Linked DNA regions of Mus musculus: region 2 is linked to region 1. Evidence: chromatin contacts called from public HiChIP or PLAC-seq data. All regions are on one chromosome and are shown on one strand. The core of a region is the stretch at or near the end of the contact, and the rest is flanking DNA. Distances in the headings are between cores, read along the strand shown. Region 1 holds the start of Chd2 (chromodomain helicase DNA binding protein 2). Region 2 overlaps Akap13 (A kinase (PRKA) anchor protein 13).

What was found. HiChIP or PLAC-seq counts read pairs in DNA pulled down with a chosen protein or histone mark.
Region 2: a contact with region 1 is called in an H3K27ac HiChIP or PLAC-seq map of embryonic fibroblasts, with 11 times the contacts expected there. The contact joins the enhancer-like site here to the promoter of Chd2 in region 1. A contact is called at or near these places in 1 of 484 Hi-C or Micro-C datasets (B cells), 4 of 115 datasets of contacts at active chromatin or transcription factors (astrocytes, bone marrow-derived macrophages, cardiomyocytes and 1 more) and 2 of 9 other capture datasets (adipose tissue and liver).

Annotation. Positions count from the first base shown.
Region 1 is chr7:73,540,153-73,543,848 of GRCm38.p6, reverse strand. It overlaps Chd2 (chromodomain helicase DNA binding protein 2), which reads left to right and starts at 2,103. Exons shown (of 39, transcript NM_001081345.2): 1 at 2,103-2,603; 2 at 2,945-3,077. The coding sequence starts at 3,016. It overlaps Chaserr (CHD2 adjacent suppressive regulatory RNA), which reads left to right. Exons shown (of 5, transcript NR_037569.1): 5 at 1-3,696.
Region 2 is chr7:75,640,985-75,644,680 of GRCm38.p6, reverse strand. The region is part of intron 8 of Akap13 (A kinase (PRKA) anchor protein 13); the gene reads right to left. Among named protein-coding and RNA genes, the nearest start is that of AU020206, 140 kb to the left of the region's middle. Within about 2 kb of position 2,095, at least 228 of the 459 cell types and tissues checked have an H3K27ac peak or open chromatin away from gene starts, as enhancers often do. A contact at or near this core is called in B cells, adipose tissue, astrocytes and 3 more, where this site is marked.

The DNA.
Region 1 (3,696 bases), core at 854-3,353:
TGATTAAGTGGAATGGTCCTTTGGTTAAAATAGATATATTCTCTCTCCCCCTTCCCCCTTTCTTCTATTTAAAAAAAAAATTATTTTTATTTATTTTTTATTTTTTCAGGACAGGGTTTCTCTGTGTATCCTTGGCTGTCCTGCAACTCTGTCTGTAGACCAGCCAGGCCTGGAATTTGCAGTGATCTTCCTGCCTCTGCCTCCTGAGTGCTGGGATTAAAGCTATATACACCCAGTTTGGCTGGCTTTTTATTATAGGGTTTGAATAAATTCCTTTGAGTTTGGGTCATTTCAAAATATCTTGCATTTTAATCATTGGGTAATGGTAACTTTGAATGTGTCAGGAGATTATAGTGAATATATAATATAAAACAAAGTGCTGGTCTCATTTCCTGTATAGTCCAAGACAGTCTCAGTGTCTTTCAATTTTTGTTGATGAAAGTCGTCCTTTGCCATGTGAAATGCTCATCTGAATATTTGAGTTATACTAATTTGTATTGTATTGTCTTATATTAGAGGTGTATTTTTAAAGTCTTTGGGTATACATTAAAGGGCTTACCTAATATGACAGTGTAATTTATTTACATTTGAAAAAAATTCTTGTTTTTCTTGTTTTGTGCAGTTGGGAGTTTAAATGAATTATACCATGCTTTAGATTGGTTACCCATGGTTGAAATCAAATGCCAGATTTTCATTGATTGCTACTTTGGTAATAAATTTGATAAAGCAGTGATGGGGACTTTGTTGACCAAATGACGATTGGTGGTGTTTTTCTCAGTATATAGAACAAAGAATGAAATAGTCTGTTATTAATGTAAACTACCTTAGAATACACATCTGTGGTTAATACAGATGCAGTGTTTGTTCTTTGGATGATGTGAGGTGGTTGATATTTGTAAATTGAAAACTTGAGTTTTTGGATTTTGATGGAAATATGTTTGTAGACTTGAAACTGATTTTTTACATTTTCTTAGATTTAACATAATTACGTTTGGTAGTGAAACTAAAATGAATTCGTTTGCTGGAGTGTCATGGTTTTGACCAGTAGGGTTCAGTAAAGGAATGTTTTTAGTTTTTTCGGCATTTGTATGTGGTTGGTTACTTGTGTGCATGGGAGAGAATACTTTGTTGCATTTGTAATTTTGTTTCTATAGACCTCGTGCTTCCATCTGGAGGGGGTTTGTCTTTGACAGTTGATAATTGGCTGGTAGATGTGGCCTATTTAAGTGGCGGTGATTGATGAAATGTGAGTGTACTTAGAATTCGATTTCAAACATGAGTGAAAGGGTTCTTTTGATTTTGGAGTTGAGGTTGAGTGTTTGATTTAAAGGTGACCAAGGTTGGTGTAATTTCTTGAATTCGAAGTTATTAATTATGCCCAAATATATGTAAGAAGTAAATATGTTTGATGTGTGGCACTTCCAAGATTAATGGTTTACAAAGAAGTTTGTTTCTTCTGGGGGGGAAAATGGTTGTATTAACTTTTGCTCTACTGCAGTTGAACACTAGGGAGGCGCTCTTGAGTTGTAAAAAATTACCCCTTCCTTCCAGTTGAGGTGGAAAATTCCCCCTTAATCTTTAGATGTTTTTAGGCACCATAAAGAAGGCAAGAGTTGATTTAATTTATGGTGTTGAAATGTTGCTTCTATTTACAAGCCATTTTACCCATGGTGGGGTGTTAATTATTTTAAAGATTAGTTCTTAAACTGAGCTTTAGAGTCTCTTGAAATTATCTTTATTTCAAAATGGCTTGATAAAACTCCACTTCCTGTCCAGGGAGGAAGTTATTTTAGCTCAAGGACTGAAATATTTAGCAGATCTTTAGACAAAAGGAACAAATTACATTTCTCTCTGGCTTAAAAAGGGTGCTTGAGCCAGAGGGGGTTAAGAAGCCCTTCCCCCTCCCTCTGATGGAGTGGTCTGGAGGGGCAGGGAGGTGTGGAGTTGGGGGTCTTCTGGCTCTCTTGGATGGAGAATCTGGTTCTTTTTCTTTCTTTCTTTCTTTTTTTTTTTTTTTTGGTGGAGATGAAGGGGTGGGTCTATGGTACATCACCTGAGTTGTGGGGTAAATGTAGAGAGTGTCAATCAAAGGCAGAGCTCTCAGAGCTGGGAAGGAGGCTCTAGATGGCGGCTGTGCCTTAGAGAGAGCGCGCTTTGCTCCCTGCTTCGGTTCACTTTACGCAACTTTCCCTAACTTTCGGGCAGCCTCAGGGGGCCCCCGCAGCCCCCTGCCTCTTCTAGTGACTTACTGGGGTCGATCCGAACCTTTTTTTGGGAGAAAAGCTGCTTTTAGGAGCTTTCTTTTCGTGCCTTGTTGGAAGAAGCTGCCGTATTGAGAGCCCAGGTCGTTGTTTTTTCCAGCTTAGAAGCCATGGCGCACCTCCATTTTTGTGCGCTCTCCTAATGAGGTTTTTTTTTCCCCTTCCGGACCTGTTTTAGTATTAATTATTGCTTTATTTTTTGACAAGTCAACATATTTGAGGATTATTTCATTTACTTTTTGTTTTTTAACGGAGAATTTTGCGTTTTTAAAAATTATTTTGGATCGGATATTTTTCTACTACTAGATAGGACTCTTGCTTTGGACCTACTACATGGATCAGGTAAGTCCATGATAATCAGTGATAATTTTAAAAAAATTAATGTTGAACTTGGCTTTATTTACTGTAAATATGAGAAATTCCTGGATGACGCAATAAGATAGAGAGATTGTTATTTGTATCCAGTGTGTTACTTTTGAGAAACTTTCCTTATTGATAGTGATGCTTCTGTCGTTCAGTTTATCCCCCTCTCATTTTAAAACGGAAAAATAGAAATATTTTGTTTTTCTGGTGTTTATCGTTGTTGCATTACATGAATATCGCTAACATCGTCAGGACTTTGTTCCTGATAATAAAACCATCCGCAGAAGCTGGGACCTCACCTTTCTTTCAACTTTTGACAGTAAATACCTGGGCACAGGACTTCAAAGCAAACACAGATTCCCCCTCCCCCTTAATATTTAAGAATTAAAAGATGATGAGAAATAAGGACAAAAGCCAAGAGGAGGACAGTTCGCTACACAGCAATGCATCGAGGTATGAGCTATCAACTTTCTTTCTTTCTTTCTTTTTTTTTTTTTTTCGGGAAACCTCAGCTTACACTTGTTTACTTTGACAGACATGGATTGCTGTCTGTATTTCAAGAATTTTCTAACTTGGGTTGGTTTTTAAAGCGTGACCTTGAGATTGCTAACATGCCACACCCTGATTTTTTGGTATCAATTTATGAAAGTTGAGTTGTGACTTAAGGCCTCTTACAGCATTCAGAAGGTAATGTACTTTTCTCCGGAGGGGCCTTTCCTAGAAACTGTAGTTTTTCTGTCAGTAAATTTTCAGGTTTTAGGTTTTCATGCTGCAGAAAAATGACCTTGTCTGTTTAGCCATTGCTGCATTGCACCATTTTACATACAAGGCAAATTTTTTTCTTTGAAGAATCTGGGATATTCAAACTTGTAACCGAGGGCCATAGAGCAGCCTGGTAGTAGTAAATTATAGTAAATAGACATTTGAGAAAGTTATATGAATGAAAAAATGTACATTTAAAAACACAATCACAAATAGGACCCCTTGACTGATGCCTTTCAGTTTATATTTTTGATTGTTTCTTTTGATACACGTGACAATTAAAATTTTTTTTATGACTTATCAAAACCTT
Region 2 (3,696 bases), core at 846-3,345, 2.1 Mb before region 1:
CTTATCTCAAAGGGGCAGGGGATGGTGGCACAAGGGTGAGGTGGCTCAGTTGGTAAAGGTGTTTGCTGCTAAGCCTGAGTTTGATCCCCAGGACCCACAAGGCTGAAGGACAGAACAAACTCCCCAAGCTATCCTCTGACTATACAACAGGTGAGCCATGCCACATATACAACAGCAAAACATTGTAATGTCATAAAAGAAAGTGGGTTATCTCAAGTACTAAACAGAGTTGATACACCAACAATAGACTTCCACTATTTAACCCAGACATTAGATTAGTACTTTATCCAAAATTATTCCTTTTTCACTTAACCTGCTTCACTCTCCAAAATTTAGATGTTCAGGTTCTTTGGCTTCTATGAAGTACTTGGCTGACTTCCAATTTCCCTGCCTTTGCCAGAAAACAGCTAAACTTCCAAAAAGTACTTCATGAGTTGTCCAACATTCCCAGACTCTGGCCTTACCGAATGTAGAAGTCCTTACTAATTTTAGATTCAAGGATGTCTTCTGTGAACAATTAGCCAGTTCAGAGTCTCCGCCCCCTTCCGCTTAGACACCCAACCTTACTAACGATGTGAAATCAAACAAATGTAAATGCAGCTCATCACTGGTCAGAAGCTAAGGCAGGAAAAGAGTCAACTAGAGACAGTACCAACAGAATCCTGACTTCTTGTTTCCCTGGAAAACTAAGACTGAGAGACAGGAGAAGAGCAGATGGATAGGAAAGACCAAAGACCTACACAGACAAAGGGACAAAGAGACGGACAGAAAAGGAAGCTCACAGAGAAAGAGAGGTGGAATTGAGGTGTGGGGATGGGGCAAGCAACAGAAAAACAGAGGCATCTAGCAAAAGGGCAGCTCTGAGAATGAATTCCTCCTTTGTGATTATTTAGATTCTACTTAGAACAAGTAAAATTTTATTTTAGTAATAAGTGCTTTGTTGCAGATTCATTTTCTCTCTCTCTCTCTCTCTCACACACACACACACACACACACACACACACACACACACACACACAGACACAGTCTCTGTTCAGACATGCCTTTAAAGAACTTTAAATCCCCCACCCCCCCACCCCCTTGATCTTCTGTCACTGTTAGCTCAGGCTTTCTCACACTTCATCCTAGTTTAGGAAGGATCAAGACCGGGCAGTAAGGGTACAGAGAGAAGTCTTCCTGAGATGTTGAAACTGTATGAGGTGTGGCCCCTTCTTACCTTCAGCAACACCACATCGACAGTCCTGTCCACCTTGGAGATGTCACACAGGCTATAGCGCCTTTTGTGCCGCTCATACATTTTGTACAGATGCAGAAAAGAAGAGACAAAATGTAGACGGATATCTGCTGAATCCAGGGACCAATGTGCTCACACAGGTCCGAAATTCCAAATTCTCACAGTGGGCGGGAGGAGACTTCTGCTTCCAGATTCCTCTATATAGAAAACTCTCGGGTTAAGGAAAAAAAAAAAAAAAAAAAAAAAGCAGACTCCAAATCTGTGAACTAAGTGGGAACTTTCTGGCAACTTCAGAGCACGGAGACGAGTTTATAATTCATAATAAAAGCAGTCTGCAGTAAGATCGCTGCTGTGCAGATCTTGACTGAAAGAGAAGCACAGATCTTTTCCATCACTGCCGAGAACTCCAGTAGAAAAATTAAGGACGAACTGGCTAAGCATAATGGTTGGCACATGTATGCAGAAAACCCAGAGCCAGTAAGCACTTAGCCACGAAGACAAAGGTTTTTTTTTTTTTTTTTAAAAGGAAGGTGGCTATTTCAAAGTGATGGCACGAGAGAATTCCTTAAAACAACAAAGGCAAGAAACCTATATGGAGGCGGGGGGGGGGGGGGGGAGAAAAAAAATCTGGAGGTATTTTCTAGAGTATCCACTTTTTTAGCCAGTCTCCAGCTCTTCAGCAGCAGGGCTGGATTTTGACTTAAGTTGAAAATATCTAAGGACAGCCAGCCGGCCGAGTACAAGGAAAATAGACCACTCCCCCAGATGTCCTCCCTCCCTCCCTCCCTAGCTGGCTGCCGCTAGCTAGCCAGTCCCTCCCTCCGCAGCCTCCACACCCTTTACCCTGCTCTCTCAAGATCGTCATTACTTGCCCTTTCAGACCTGCACCAGCAGCCTTGGAGGTTTGGAAACCTAATTGCAGTGGTGGGAACATGAATCATCTACAGACTAAGAGAAAAAACAAGGCTTCCTTTTCCAACAGGCTTCCTCCTGCTCCTCCTCCTCCTTACAAGTCCCCAGTGAAAAAGGCTCTGTCAGACACCGCAAGGAACGACCTCAGTCCCTTTGATGCCAGTAGTATGCTAATAAAGAAAGGCGGTGTTATACTAAACACTACTAGTCTGTACTACAGCCTTGGCATTCAGGAAAGACACAGAGACCCTGAATCCAGCCAAGGCGTATACAGCATCTCCCTGCAGAATGCAAAGGAATGATTTAATATCAGAAAAATGTTAGCCAAATATTTCAGAGTTATGTCTCTAGGATGTAGAATTAGCTACAAAAATGTCTGGCAAGGGTTAGAAGTCATCACAAGTTAAGGTTTTGTCTCATCTGGGGTCTGAGAAAGTTCTAAAGAAAGTTAAAGAGATGGCATAGGATGAATGTACGCATGTCTCTTAGGACTCTTGGGACTAAGAAGAGTCACGTGGCTGAGACCGCCTTGCCTGTCACACCTCTCAATCATGGGACTATGTGACTTCATTTGCCTGTTTTCTTGCTTCTCCAGACCTCTCCAGTTGCCAGTCTCCTATGCCTCAGGAGCAGACACAGTCGTTCATTTTTAGACACTGGGGACTGTAATAAACATTGGAGGGGTAAAGAGGAAGAGGAATCAAGGAAGCAAAAAGCAGAAAAGAGAGGTGAAAGAATAGAAAAGGGGGTTAAAACAAAACCCTAAAATAAACCCACAGTGGGCTAGGTACGGACATGCCTTTAATCCCAGCACTATGGAGACAGAGCAGGCAGACCTCTGTGAGTTCGAGGATAGCCTGATCCATGACATGAGTTCCATGACAGACAGGGTTATATAAAGAGACTCTGTGCCAAAAGCAACACCAAACAAGGGAAACAGCATTCTAATGCTTTCCGGGAGAAGCAGTCCTACGTTCTCTCTAAGGGGACAGAGTGCAGCCCCTTACACGGATTTGGAGAATGTGAGTGTACAACCTTAAACACCACAACAGAAAGGAAGTGAAGGGACTAAATACTACAGTTTCTCTCAATAATGCAAGCAAAGTTGGTGAAAGGTGTTTTCTTTTTGAAGCTGTGAAAGGGTAACGAAGGTCTAATGAGTCACCATTTCCTCAGGCCAGGTGTTTAAGGAGGCTAGTCTGCTTAGGAGAAAGCAACGGAGCAAACCCAGGTAAGGTGGCCAGTTCTTCACTTACCCATCTGTCTACCCAAACACCACTGTCTCAGCTCCCTCTAACACAAGCCTCATCCTGATCCCACCACAGGTCCATTAAAAGCATGAAGGTGGACAATGTCCTCTTTCTGGTGCTCTAGAGAGCAAGCCTCGCTCACACCGGCACCGTAGACAGTAAGCACATGATGCTTTTCAGTACAGAGGATGCTAGACACAGTAGACACAAGACAATTGAAGAGATGAAGTTGTAAATAAAATTCTTGCTTAAGCTAACCAAAAAAGCACGGGACTCTGTGCAGGAGCATACAAGAACTTT